Linked DNA regions of Rattus norvegicus: regions 1 and 3 are each linked to region 2. Evidence: chromatin contacts called from public Hi-C data. All regions are on one chromosome and are shown on one strand. The core of a region is the stretch at or near the end of the contact, and the rest is flanking DNA. Distances in the headings are between cores, read along the strand shown. Region 1 has its middle 13 kb from the start of C10h5orf47. Region 2 holds the start of Cpeb4 (cytoplasmic polyadenylation element binding protein 4). Region 3 has its middle 89 kb from the start of Bod1.

Region 1 (4,160 bases), core at 1,270-3,769, 72 kb after region 2:
GAGTTGGCCTTAGTCCAGAAAAGGGTGTTTGTTCAACTTCTTGACACCCCCCCCCAAAGTTTTTCTGTAATTAGTAGCTGAAGACACTGTAGGGGCATATATAGACAGAGTAAGCTCCTGTCCTTATGGCTTCTCTACTCAGACGGAGGCTTGGGTTTGAACTTCCGGCTCTGCATGCTCACGTGTGCCTGTCTCTATGCCCATGCCTGTGGGTTGGTGGCTGTGTGAGCCTCACTGTATGGTATAACCAAGCACACTCAATATGAGCAGTTGCTGGGAGGATGCCTCACGTGTTTCACACCCAACAGCGTACATGCCACGTACACTGGCCTTGAGTGTTCCAACGGGAAGACATAGCCACCTGAATGCCCGTGGAGAACAGCCGTTCTATCTGTCGTGCTGTGGTTTGAGTTTTGCTTCCCTGGTGACTGTTTGCCTGTCTTCTTTTGAAGGTTGCCTATTCAGATCTTTTTTGCACACATTTTAGATTGCATTGTTTCCTTGCTTGTGGGTTGTTTTAGTTCCTTTGATTCTCTAGATAACAATTTTATCAGTCTTATGTTATTGCGAATTCTCTCCCATCCTGCAGGTGGCTTTACTTTGTTCAGTGTTTCCTTTGCAGGTTTTTCTGTCTGTCTGTCTGTCTGTCTGTCTGTCTGTCTTGCTTGCTTGCTTGCTTGCTTGCTTGCTTTGGGAGTTTCTGGAGTCTCTCTGTTTACTCCTTACTTCCCTGGAACTCACTATGTAGGCCAGGCTGGCCTTGAACTCACAGAGACTCCGTCTTTGTGACCCAGTGCTGACTCAGCCTCTGTCTGCTTTTACTTCTAAGGTCTTACTCAACACAGCCTTACCTGGTCCGGGCTGTTCATGAAGTGTCCGTTTCCTTCCAGTAGTTTTGTAGTTTGAGGCCTTACATTTAAGTTCTCAAAATACTTTGAGGATATATGAGAGAAAAATGGCTGGCAGTCATGAGACACTAGGTTTCCAGGGCAGGGTAGAAGACCATGTGGGAGGACAGTGGTTTGAGTGAGTGATACCGGTGGACATTAGTGGCTGATGGTGGTTTGAGCCAGGCAGGATTGTGGCAGCAGCCTGCAAGACAGTTGAAGGAAATGTGGGTAATGGGGTGACATATTTGAACCAGTTGGTTGTTGGCAAAATTCTGCATTCTCTCTTTTGAAAGGTAACACAGCTTACAATGCATTTCTAAACCCTTTTCCTTGGGACCCATCAGCGAAGGGAAACTATCCCAGAAGCAATCAGAACCTGCCCTAATTAGGCCAGAACCAACAGGACCTACCAAAGAAGGCGTTGCTTGCAGTGGGTGGTGTCCCTTCTAACATTTGTCCGGCTTGGCTGTTATTGGAGAGGCCTCAGTGGTTTGAAGGGACAGCCTGTCTTATCGGACATGGATGGGAAGATTCTGCTTTGACTCAAGTGGCAGTGTGTGGTACTCAGATGCTCCGAAGAAAAGATTCTAATTCTAATTAAGCAAGATTCTGATTCAGAGGAGGGTGTGGGAGGAGCATGAGATCTAAGGATACACTTGAGCTATTGGACACCTTTAAACCAGGAGCCGCACCCTCTCTCTGTCACACAGAAAGAACCCAGTCTTTAAGAGGAAACTGTTTCTCAAGAAAAGTACAAGTTACTTCACAGTGCAGTGTGAGTTGACATCACTTGCTTAAAGTAAGAACTGTAAACCTGTTACAATTTCTTCAAACCAACAGGTAAACAAGACCTTCCCTCCTACCCTCCTATGGAGTGGGACCTGTTGTCAAGGGAAGTCCTGCGCGAGCCTTTGGAGGGTTGTGGTGATTGACAGCAGAGATAACGACAGCCCAGCCACTGCCCTTCCCCCCACATCTAATCAGACAACGTCCACCCTCAGGAACGGGATGGTGAATGACAGCTGAAATTGGTAGCAGATCCAGTGAAGGAAGGGGACAGATGAGGTAAGAAGGCCTTTTCTGACATTCATCATGATGTCTCCTGAGAGATAGCATATGTTCCCGCACCCGATGCTGGCTAACGGAAGGCACGAGGACTCTGTATCCTTAACATTTTTGTTTTGTTAGAATATATTAGTTACACATAATAATGGATTTCACGCATACACACGTCACATGCACGAGTCCCACCCTGTGTCATCCACCTCCCACCCTCATGAATCACCTTCCTCCTCCCAACAAGCCCCGCCCCTCTTTAACTCTCGAGGGGTGTGTGTGTGCGCGTGTGCGTGTGCGTGTGTGTGTGTGTGTGTGTGTGTGTGTGTGTGTGTGTGTGTGTGTGGCGGGGTGGGGGCTCAGAAGGTTCCTTTAGGGTTAGGAGTGGGAGTTTGTTTACAGAAGCTGCGCATCTTACTGGTAGGATGGTGGAGAAGATCACATCCTCTGTGGACCAGAATCGCACCTCCCCTCACTGACCGTGGCTTCTGTGCTGTGCACCTCTGCAGCACCCTCTCTCTGCCCGCACCCTGAACCCGCAGGGAGGGAGCCTTGATCATCTGCCCACGGTGACAGAGGAGCACCACTCTCTCTCTGCACTGCTTCAGAAAGCTTGGTCAGAGAGTTGCGGTGTTTTTGTTTTTTGTTAATTCAAACTGCTTATTTATTTTTTTAATAATGATAAAAATCGAGTCATTGCCAGAGAGAGAGAGGGAGGAAGTGAGGGAGGGAGGGAGAGGGAGAGGGGGAGAGGGAAAGAGAGAGAGAGAGAGAGAGAGAGAGAGAGAGAGAGAGAGAGAGAGAGAGAGAGAGAGAGAGAGAGAGCGCACAAGCATGAGAGCAAGAGCGAGCGGATTTTATCTGGAGACCGTGACTGCCACCTGGTGGATGATATTAGTCGAGCAACTGCAAAAAAACAGGCTTTGCTTTCAGGGTGGGTTCTGCATTATTTCTTCAGGCTCCCCTCATGTGATTTCCTTGGGTGGGTTGAAGGGAAGACAGACAACTACAAGTCCGTGTGAGACTTTTCTCGCGCACGTATCCTATGTGCGCTTCCTCCCCACTGTTCAGAGACGGTCTGAGATAGGATAAAAGAATGTGGGCACTAGAACCTCACTACCTGCGTTTGAATCCTCTAGTTCCAGAACATTCTGTGGCTCTGACTGAGCTGTTTAAGAACTCCTCCACTGCTTCTCCTTTATCTGTAAAATGGGGACAGTTTTAGTTACCCATGGTTGGCCTTGGAGACCGTGAAATGACGGGGTAAAGTCACATTTAAATCACGAGCCATTCTAGGTAGCATGATCTCACCGAGGACAGGACCCTTTTGTCCATCTTATATGGGCATATATGCTCCCGCCGATTTAGTCATTTCACAACTTTAGCATGGTGGGGCTTATTATAAACAATAATAACAGTGGCCCCAAAGTTCAGGAGCAGTGGCGTTGGTAGCTCAGACACACGTGACGAACTGGGGCCATGTAGTGCCTCTAGTGAAAAATAAAATTGAATATATGTATACAGAAAGGAGAGAAGAGACTGTGTGGGGTCCGGTAGTCTCCAAGTTTTCAGACATCAAGTGGGTATCTTACAAGGTATAACTTGTAGATAAAGGGAACCACGGTGCCCGTGTCACAGGGTACTTGTGAGGATTCAGTGGCTTACTCTGGGGCAGCACCTAGCACTGCTATGCTTTACAAATCTGCTCCGAAAATGTTCCTTGGTGGTGCTGGGTTCCTGGTTGCAAAATCCCTAGGAGGAGATTGCACCAGAAGGGAAAGCCAGAGAACCCCCCCCATAAGTGAACCCCCACACTAACTTCTCCTCCTCTCCTCCAGCTCCTCCCAGCTCAGCTCCCTCAAGCTCCCCCATCTCCAGTCCCTTCTGGCACCATTCAGAACCCTGTGCCTCTTCTGCTGGCTCCTATCAGCCTGGGACTCTAAAACGCTGCTTACTGACTGCTGGGGAGCCTTATGAGTAAGCCCAGGCTTCCTCCCCAAAGTCCTGCTCTCAGCCTAACAGAGACCCTCCAGCTGCCTCATACGGCTTGGAGACCAAGGCTCACACACCTCAGCCTGGACCCTCCCTGCTTAGGAATCCCCAATACCTCTAGCACCCATCTGGTACTACACGCCTACTCCTTCTCCCTACCCCTTCCTGCCCCTGACTACCTAAAGCCCCTCCAACCTTCTATACAGGACCTGCAACCACTGC
Region 2 (3,990 bases), core at 1,199-3,698:
CCATCACGACCATGAGTTGAGAACTACTGCTTTAGACCAAGTACTTGTTTAGAGACATAAGCCACCAGTGTAATGTAATGCCATATACAAGCAGGAGCCATATCCAGGGTCATGTATGCCTGTAAAAAGAAAAGTCAGAAGTCAGGGTACATAGTTTGGAGACTTACTCCTCACAAAAAATGAGTTGCAAAGAGAGATGACAAAGGCATGGAAAAGGGTACTGCCCACGGGACAATAAGGCTTGAACTACGAAGTCTGGCCTTTATTCTCCAGGTAACGGACTGCCATTTTAAAAAGGGTATGAGCAGAACAGGACCATGACTGGATTTTCGGTTTTTAGAAGCATCCTTCCGTTCTGCTTGGAAGGTGGTGAAGTAGAAAACATATAGTTGGTGGCTCAGCCATGGACGCCTACAACATGTGCATCTCAAAGGGAGGATGGTTGAGTAGGCGATGAGGGTGGAGGAATGGGGACTGAAGGGAATCCCTCCGGAGCTTTACATTCTGGATAAGGAATAAGCAGTTCTAGGCACAGTACAGATGCCGGGAAAACCCGCCTCCTTCCATCCCTCGGGGGGCGGAGCTTGGGCCAGAGCACGTGATGCCAGGGGCACCCACCTTTACTCAGGGCAGGCTTCTGGTTTATTCTCGGTTTCATGGGTTGCCACTTCGACCCCCAACACTTTAGCTCAGTGATTCAGTGTGCAAGATGCCCATTCTCTTCCTGAACGTCTCCCCACGGGCTTCCTAAGAAGTCTGCTTTGGGAACACAAATCGCGAGGAATCTTTGCCCACAAAAAAGATGGCGGTGCACCGCTTGCACTGGATGCGCGGACCCGACGCCGACGCCGGCCCCGCTGGGCGAGGCGCAGGCGGAAGAGGCGGCTCTGAGATGACCGAAGACCTTCCTGGGAGGGGCTCTGAGGCTGGGAGGCGTGGCCTAGTCGGAATTGTAGTGTCGGATTGGTCTTCCGGCTGTTGGGCGTGGCCTCCGCAGCACCCCGCCCCTCCCTCATCGAACCGGAAGTGTCTCTCGGTCTTTCCAGCTGGTTGTCATTTCACTCGGCTCGGTCCTGAGGAGAAGGACTCAGCCGCGGCTGCGGGACCTGGGCACCGGAGGCAGTGGCGGCGGCGGCGGAGGCGGCGGAGGCAGCGGCGACAACAGAGGAAGACGAGGAGGAAGAAGGAAGAAAAAGAACAGCCAGGCGGAGTCCTCAAAGACGACGACAGCTGGACTGCGGGACCGGGGAAAAGCGGCGGCGGCGGCGGCCCAGCAACCGTGAGGAGAAACAAAAGCCTCCTAAATTATAGTTTCCAATCAGTCTAGGGGAAAAGAGAGCGCGAGCCCAGGGGGGAGGCTTTTCTCCTTTAGAGTAACAACGGTAGCGGGGGTTTTCCTTTTTGTCCATCCCCCTTCCCCCTCCCCCCGGCGGAGAATCGAACTGAGAGAACTGAACAAACCGCCCCTGGGTCCCATGAGGGAAAAAAATCCCGGAGCCGCAGAGAGGGGAAGAGGCAGAAACCGCAGGACCTTCCAGGTCGCCCCCTTGCTCCCCGCACCCCCGGGCCACCAGCTCGCCCTTGTCCAGTCTCACTAATCCCTCCTGATCGCGACACCCCCCAGAGGGAGAAACGGGTGTTTCCAACCCCTTTCATGGGGGAAAGGAGGCCGAGGGGAGCCCAAGAGCAGCAAACGCAGCAAGATCTGCACCCGGAGCCCCAGGAACAGCCCCAGAGGCCCACACTGCACCCTACAAAAGAACAGAAACAGGACCAGGAACAGCAGAAATCTCCCTGCAATCATCTTTCCTTTAGTCAAGGCTGATTTCCTCTTTGGCAACCAGAAATTCACCTCCCGCCCCAGATAACCTAATATAATCTATCTATATATAAATATATAATATATAATGTTCTTAAATTATTCCTGATTTTTTTAACCAAGCTGCCAAGAAAAGAACGTATTCTCCCCTTAATCCTATTCTAATTTTTATGTGAATCTAAACTGCTGAGGAAGACCATATGTGATTGTTAAATTTTATATATATATATTTTTACTCCGCACAATGCTTATTCTTCTATATCCATAGATGCTTGAGAAGCTGTGTTTCTGTCATTCATGTACATTTTCCTTTGGAAAAAGAAAGCGCCTATTTTACTAACCAAAGACTTGATTTTTACCTTTTCCTTTTTTATTCCCTCCTAGAAATAAGCCCAATTGGATTCATATCAATATTTTAAGAGTTTTTTTTTAAGGTTCTTTTCCATTCAGAGAGACCAGAATTCCAAATCAGAGATACATAGGGTGATAAGCTGTGATCGTTGAGTTAGCTATAAATAAGATACTTCAAGCAAACAAATTTGAGATACAGGGGAGGAAAGCCCTGAGACATTAGGTTGTTTTGCTTTGTTTTTTTTTTATTGTGATATTCTGATCCTAAAAATAATAAATGGGGGATTACGGGTTTGGAGTGCTAGTGCAAAGCAATACTGGGAATAAATCTGCTTTTCCAGTCCGATTCCATCCACATCTGCAGCCTCCACACCATCACCAAAATGCCACCCCCAACCCTGCTGCTTTTATAAATAATAACACAGCTGCCAACGGCAGCAGTGCTGGGTCAGCTTGGCTCTTTCCTGCTCCGGCTACCCATAACATTCAGGATGAGATCTTGGGGTCAGAAAAAGCAAAAAGTCAACAGCAGGAACAACAAGACCCTTTAGAAAAGCAACAACTGTCCCCGAGTCCAGGGCAGGAAGCTGGAATACTGCCTGAAACTGAAAAGGCAAAAGCCGAAGAAAATCCAGGGGACAATTCTTCAGAGAACAGCAACGGAAAAGAAAAGATACGCATTGAATCACCAGTGTTGACAGGATTCGATTACCAAGAAGCCACAGGCCTCGGGACTTCCACCCAACCCTTGACATCCAGTGCATCATCCCTTACTGGTTTCAGTAACTGGTCAGCAGCGATAGCGCCTTCTTCCTCCACGATAATCAATGAAGATGCAAGTTTCTTTCACCAGGGAGGGGTCCCTGGCGCTTCAGCTAATAATGGTGCTCTCTTGTTTCAAAATTTCCCCCATCATGTCAGCCCTGGCTTTGGTGGTAGCTTCTCCCCTCAGATCGGGCCTCTCTCCCAGCACCATCCTCATCACCCCCATTTCCAGCACCATCACAGCCAGCATCAGCAGCAGAGGAGGTCTCCTGCCAGTCCCCACCCCCCACCTTTCACACATAGAAATGCTGCTTTTAACCAGCTGCCTCATTTGGCGAATAATCTTAACAAACCTCCTTCTCCATGGAGTAGCTACCAGAGTCCCTCTCCAACCCCCTCTTCTTCCTGGAGCCCGGGAGGTGGCGGCTATGGTGGCTGGGGAGCTTCTCAAGGCCGAGATCACCGCAGAGGGCTGAACGGTGGAATAACACCCCTGAACTCCATCTCACCTTTGAAGAAAAATTTTGCAAGCAATCATATTCAGCTCCAGAAGTATGCTCGCCCTAGCTCAGCCTTTGCTCCAAAATCCTGGATGGAAGATAGCTTGAACAGAGCTGACAACATTTTTCCTTTTCCGGTAAGATGTTGTTCCATTAATAGATTAAGATGAATAAGGAAGTAGTGTGGTGGAGTATCTGTGGAATGAAAGAATCAGAATTGTTGCTCACATTAGGGACCTTAGGAAATGAATCGGTTACCAGTCTTTATTTTAGCAAACCAGTGTGATCGGAAGAAAACAGTTAACTGTTTCTTGGGCCTTAATTTTTCCATTTATAATTACAGAAACAGGATAGTTAGTGTTCTAATTAATTATTATACCTTTCTTGTTTAATGAGAATTTTCTTCAGTTGCTTGAGGAAGAACGGTAAAACAGTAATGTGTAGCAGAAATGTATTTCATTATGGAAACTAATGAATGTTTTCTGCCTATCTGAAGGAACTAAAAATGACCTTTTTTTGACATTGTAAGGTAGGGAGTCACTGAAAGGAACTCAG
Region 3 (3,809 bases), core at 832-3,331, 130 kb before region 2:
CTCCAGGCCCTGGTAAAAAGGCCATCAAAGAGATGTACAACAGAGGAGGACCTGTGGCAGGAGAGGACAGTCTGGAGGTGATCAGATCTGCACCTGGCCTGATGCAGAGGTCCCCGGGTGGCACATTTCCCTAGGAATTGAGAACAAGAAAAGACAAAGACAGAAAGGCCCTTAAACTCCCGAGCCTTCTGATGTTGTCCTCTGCTTTGACATTCAAAATGATGTCCCATCTTCCTGTCCTCATGGACTGGTCCCTAGTAGGCCCACAGCATCGCAGCTTCTTTCTCCCCTCAGATGTTTAGATTCCCTCAAGATGAGTTCAAACCTCAGGTGTAATGACCCAGGAGCAATTTGCTTAGCTTCAGGAAGTCTAGTTTTCTCTACGAATCAGACAGAGAACACCTTTCTCTTGACTCTGGGGTTGGGGGTGGGAGTGGGGCTGGGACTGGGGGTTACATGGAGACTAGGGATAAAGACCTGATTAGCCCTTGGCCTATGGCCAGTACTCAGTGTGGCTCTTTCCCATCTACCATGCCTGTCTCCAGAGCCAGTATATGTGTGTGGTCTCCAGACAGCAAGACGCTGAGCTGGTAGCCTCCACAGAGCCCTCCTGCAGGCAGGCCTCAACAGGCATGACTGCCCCTTTCTTCCATGTGGTCCCAGCCCACCCACACTTCTTACCAGCCGGCCTATAATTAGATGGTTTGTCTGGTCTTGGAGAGAGTGCCCATCAGCATCTGGCCTCTGCTTGCTGATGAGACCCTCGCTCCTGTAAGAAGCTAAGCAATGGTGGCTCCTCCCACAGCCCTCTTAGGCCTGGGTGACACAGACAGATCTGTGAGGTATTACAGAGGTAGCTCCCCTCCTGTCATACCAAGGCTTCAGATTTGGCATGGAGGGACAAGAAAGGACTCTGGCGTCTCTGTCCTCTTCCAGGCTACCAAGCCACCAGTTAGGGCTCCTTGACATAGCTGCTGTCATCCCACCGTCTCAGACCATGAGTGGAGTGGACAATGCAGGTGTCAACCAACACAGCACTCATCCTGGCTCAGCTTCTTGCTGGCTGTGTGGCCTTTGACAAGTGACCTCCCTGCCCAAAGTCTCTTTCTGCCTAGTAGTGGGCTGTACTCCAGATGCTCATGAAAATTACCTGGGAGCTGGGCACAGGCACCTGTGTGAGAGGCTTTTCTGTTTGCTCTCTCTCTTGGTTCTGCCCTCACTTCGAGTCGGCCACACTCGTGTCCCTCTCTACCCGGAATGGCATTGTCTTGCATGATTTGCTTAGCAAAGTCCCATTGATTCTGCAAGACCAGCTTAAATGTCGCCTCTGCTGGGAAGCCTCTGCTGGTACCCCCAAGAAATCAAGTACTTTGTGTTCTGTATTCCAATAGTAGTTGGATCATCCAACCACACCGTGTGTTACTATGGTAGCTGCTCCCCATCCCCATCCTTTCTGCTCCCCAACCTCTTGTCCCCACGCCTGGGCTTGGGTTATGAAACCAAGGGAGACTCCACCTCTATTTGTTCTTCCTGGTAACTCACGGAGTGGGTTGTCTGTAATTCTCCCCTGAGTCGATGCTAGCCTGCAAGGAAACAGACAGGTGGTCAGATAAGTGCAGAGATTAAATATTAAAGGAAAAACGCAGAGGTCGGGGAAACTTTGTTCTTTGTCAATATATTGCTTTCTTTGGGCTGGGCTGGATTGAAGGCTCAGGGCTAGAAGGAAGTACAGAGCCTACAGAGAAGCTACCTAGGGAACAGGAGCCCCAGGAGGCCAGATGAGTAACTCCAGCTTGTTTTTCTTAACTTCCTCTGCCCTGGCAGGGGAGATTTAATAAAGCCTCAGGCTGTGAAGGCTTTGGAGGCCCAACAGAAGGGCACGGACAGTTGCAGGAAGGAGTCCTTGACCTAGGCTCTCAGGAACTGGTGACTCGAGCATGCCTCTCCCTAGAGAGGGGACAGGTCCTTGTCTGTAACCAAAGCAGTTCCAGCCAGGAACGTGTCCTAGGACACCTCAGGGCAACGACAAAGGCACTGGTGCTAGGTGAACCTGTCACTACAGATGCTGCTGTGTGCAAATTAAGAACTGGCCACACACCCATTTCCTGGGGCAGCCTGTGTCCTGCCACGCTCACATTCTGCTGGGCTCTGCGAGCTGAGCACCTGCTCAGCACCTGCTTCTCCGAGCCCATTCCTCTGCCTTCTCCAGCCACTGACTGTCCACCCCCATCTTTCTGTCTTCTTGGCACACTCTCGGCCGCACCAGCACACCCACGTCTGCCTCTCTTTTCATGGAGACCCTCATCACAGCGAGGCTGTGACAGGGTCGTGTCTTGGCACAGAGTGGTGCAGAGTAGGTCATAGGCTTGAGTTAAGATATTACTAAGTAGATGAATGGAAACACAGGTGAGTGGGCCGACACTGAGCTTGAACAAGAGCGGCAAAACTCCTAGTCTGATGCCCAACTAACAGCCTAAGAGGTTCCTCTAAGTTACCTGGAATAACACTCCCTGAGCTGACACCCTTCAGCCCCTGGATGGACTCTGGAGGGCTGTGCACTTTTGTAATGTACAGATGCGGGCTGGAGAGATGGCTCAGCGGTTAAGAGCACTGGCTGCTCTTCCAGAGGTCCTAAGTTCAATTCCCAGCAACCACATGGTGGCTCACAACCATCTGTAATGGGATCTGATGCCCTCTTCTGGTGTGTCTGAAGACAGCTACTTACATACATAAAATAAATAATTACATCTTAAAAAATAACATACAGATGCTTGCTTGATTTACATGCAGTTATGTCTTCATAACTCCATGTGGTGGTTTGAATTTGCTTGGCCCATGGGAGGTGGCACTGTTAGGAGGTGTGGCCTTGTTGGAATAGGTGTGGCCTTGTTGGAGGAAGTGTGTCACTGTGTAGGTGGGCTTTGAGGGCTCCTAGTGGTCAAGCTCTGCCCAGTGCGGAAGAGAGAGTCTCTCTCCTGGTTGCCTTCGGATCAAGACAGAGAGCTCCTCCAGCACCAGGCTTCCTACCATCATGATAATGGACTGAACCTCTGAAACCGTAAGCCAGCCCCAATTAAATATTTCCCTGCGTTGTTTTGGTCACGGTGTATCTTCACAGCAATAAAACCCCAAGATACCCTATCCTAAGTAGAAAAAAAGTTGGAAACACACTAAATCCATTTAGCCTTCCAACCCCAGCTCAGTAACACAGCCTGCTGACCTGAGGCTGACCGGGACCTGTCTGCCCAGCTTCTCAGAGGAGAATTGTACCACTTATCACTGGACTGGGGAAAGATTCCAAACACAAAGTACCTTTCTTCCCAGTACACATGGCTTCCGTGCCGTCACGGCCTCTGACAGCCTCTAGCTTCTCTGTCCTGAGTTGGAGACGGTCTGTAGTTAAATCTCAGCCATGGCATCCTCTTGTTCTGCATGTCCCAGGCAATGCTTCTTACTCTGAACACTCTGTCCATAAGTTCCATAGAGAGCCATTAAAGGTGGCTTCTCTCCAGGATATGGTAAAGTCAGAGATGGAGCGAGGTGCCAGCACACAGAAAGGACTAAGCACACAAACGTCATCCGTAAAACGTGACCCCAGCCTCTCTGAGGAACGGCTCACCTGGGCATGAACAAGCTTATATGGAATTCTATGCCACCTCAAGTCTCCCTCCCACAGTGCTTGGTGTTTAACACCCTCAGCTAAGACTGCAGAGTTCGAGACTCCCTCCCGCCCCTCTCTTTTCTGCCTACATCACAGCCTTCCCTTGGCCTCTAGTTGAGGCCATGAAATTAGCAGCCATGCTGTGTGC

Evidence for each region. A called contact is a pair of places that touch in the nucleus more often than the background predicts.
Region 1: a Hi-C map of frontal cortex shows a contact between it and region 2, with 4 times the contacts expected there. The contact joins the enhancer-like site here to the promoter of Cpeb4 in region 2. A contact is called at or near these places in 7 of 12 Hi-C or Micro-C datasets (the A7r5 cell line, the Rat2 cell line, Schwann cells and 4 more) and 1 of 1 datasets of contacts at active chromatin or transcription factors (oligodendrocytes).
Region 3: a Hi-C map of liver shows a contact between it and region 2, with 4 times the contacts expected there. The contact joins the enhancer-like site here to the promoter of Cpeb4 in region 2. A contact is called at or near these places in 4 of 12 Hi-C or Micro-C datasets (Schwann cells, frontal cortex, hepatocytes and 1 more) and 1 of 1 datasets of contacts at active chromatin or transcription factors (oligodendrocytes).

What each region holds. Positions count from the first base shown.
Region 1 is chr10:16,209,525-16,213,684 of GRCr8, reverse strand. No RefSeq gene overlaps it. Among named protein-coding and RNA genes, the nearest start is that of C10h5orf47, 13 kb to the right of the region's middle. Within about 2 kb of position 2,519, at least 16 of the 93 cell types and tissues checked have an H3K27ac peak or open chromatin away from gene starts, as enhancers often do.
Region 2 is chr10:16,282,046-16,286,035 of GRCr8, reverse strand. It overlaps Cpeb4 (cytoplasmic polyadenylation element binding protein 4), which reads left to right and starts at 2,448. Exons shown (of 9, transcript NM_001106992.1): 1 at 2,448-3,572. The coding sequence starts at 2,448.
Region 3 is chr10:16,407,418-16,411,226 of GRCr8, reverse strand. No RefSeq gene overlaps it. Among named protein-coding and RNA genes, the nearest start is that of Bod1, 89 kb to the left of the region's middle. Within about 2 kb of position 2,081, at least 2 of the 93 cell types and tissues checked have an H3K27ac peak or open chromatin away from gene starts, as enhancers often do. A contact at or near this core is called in liver, where this site is marked.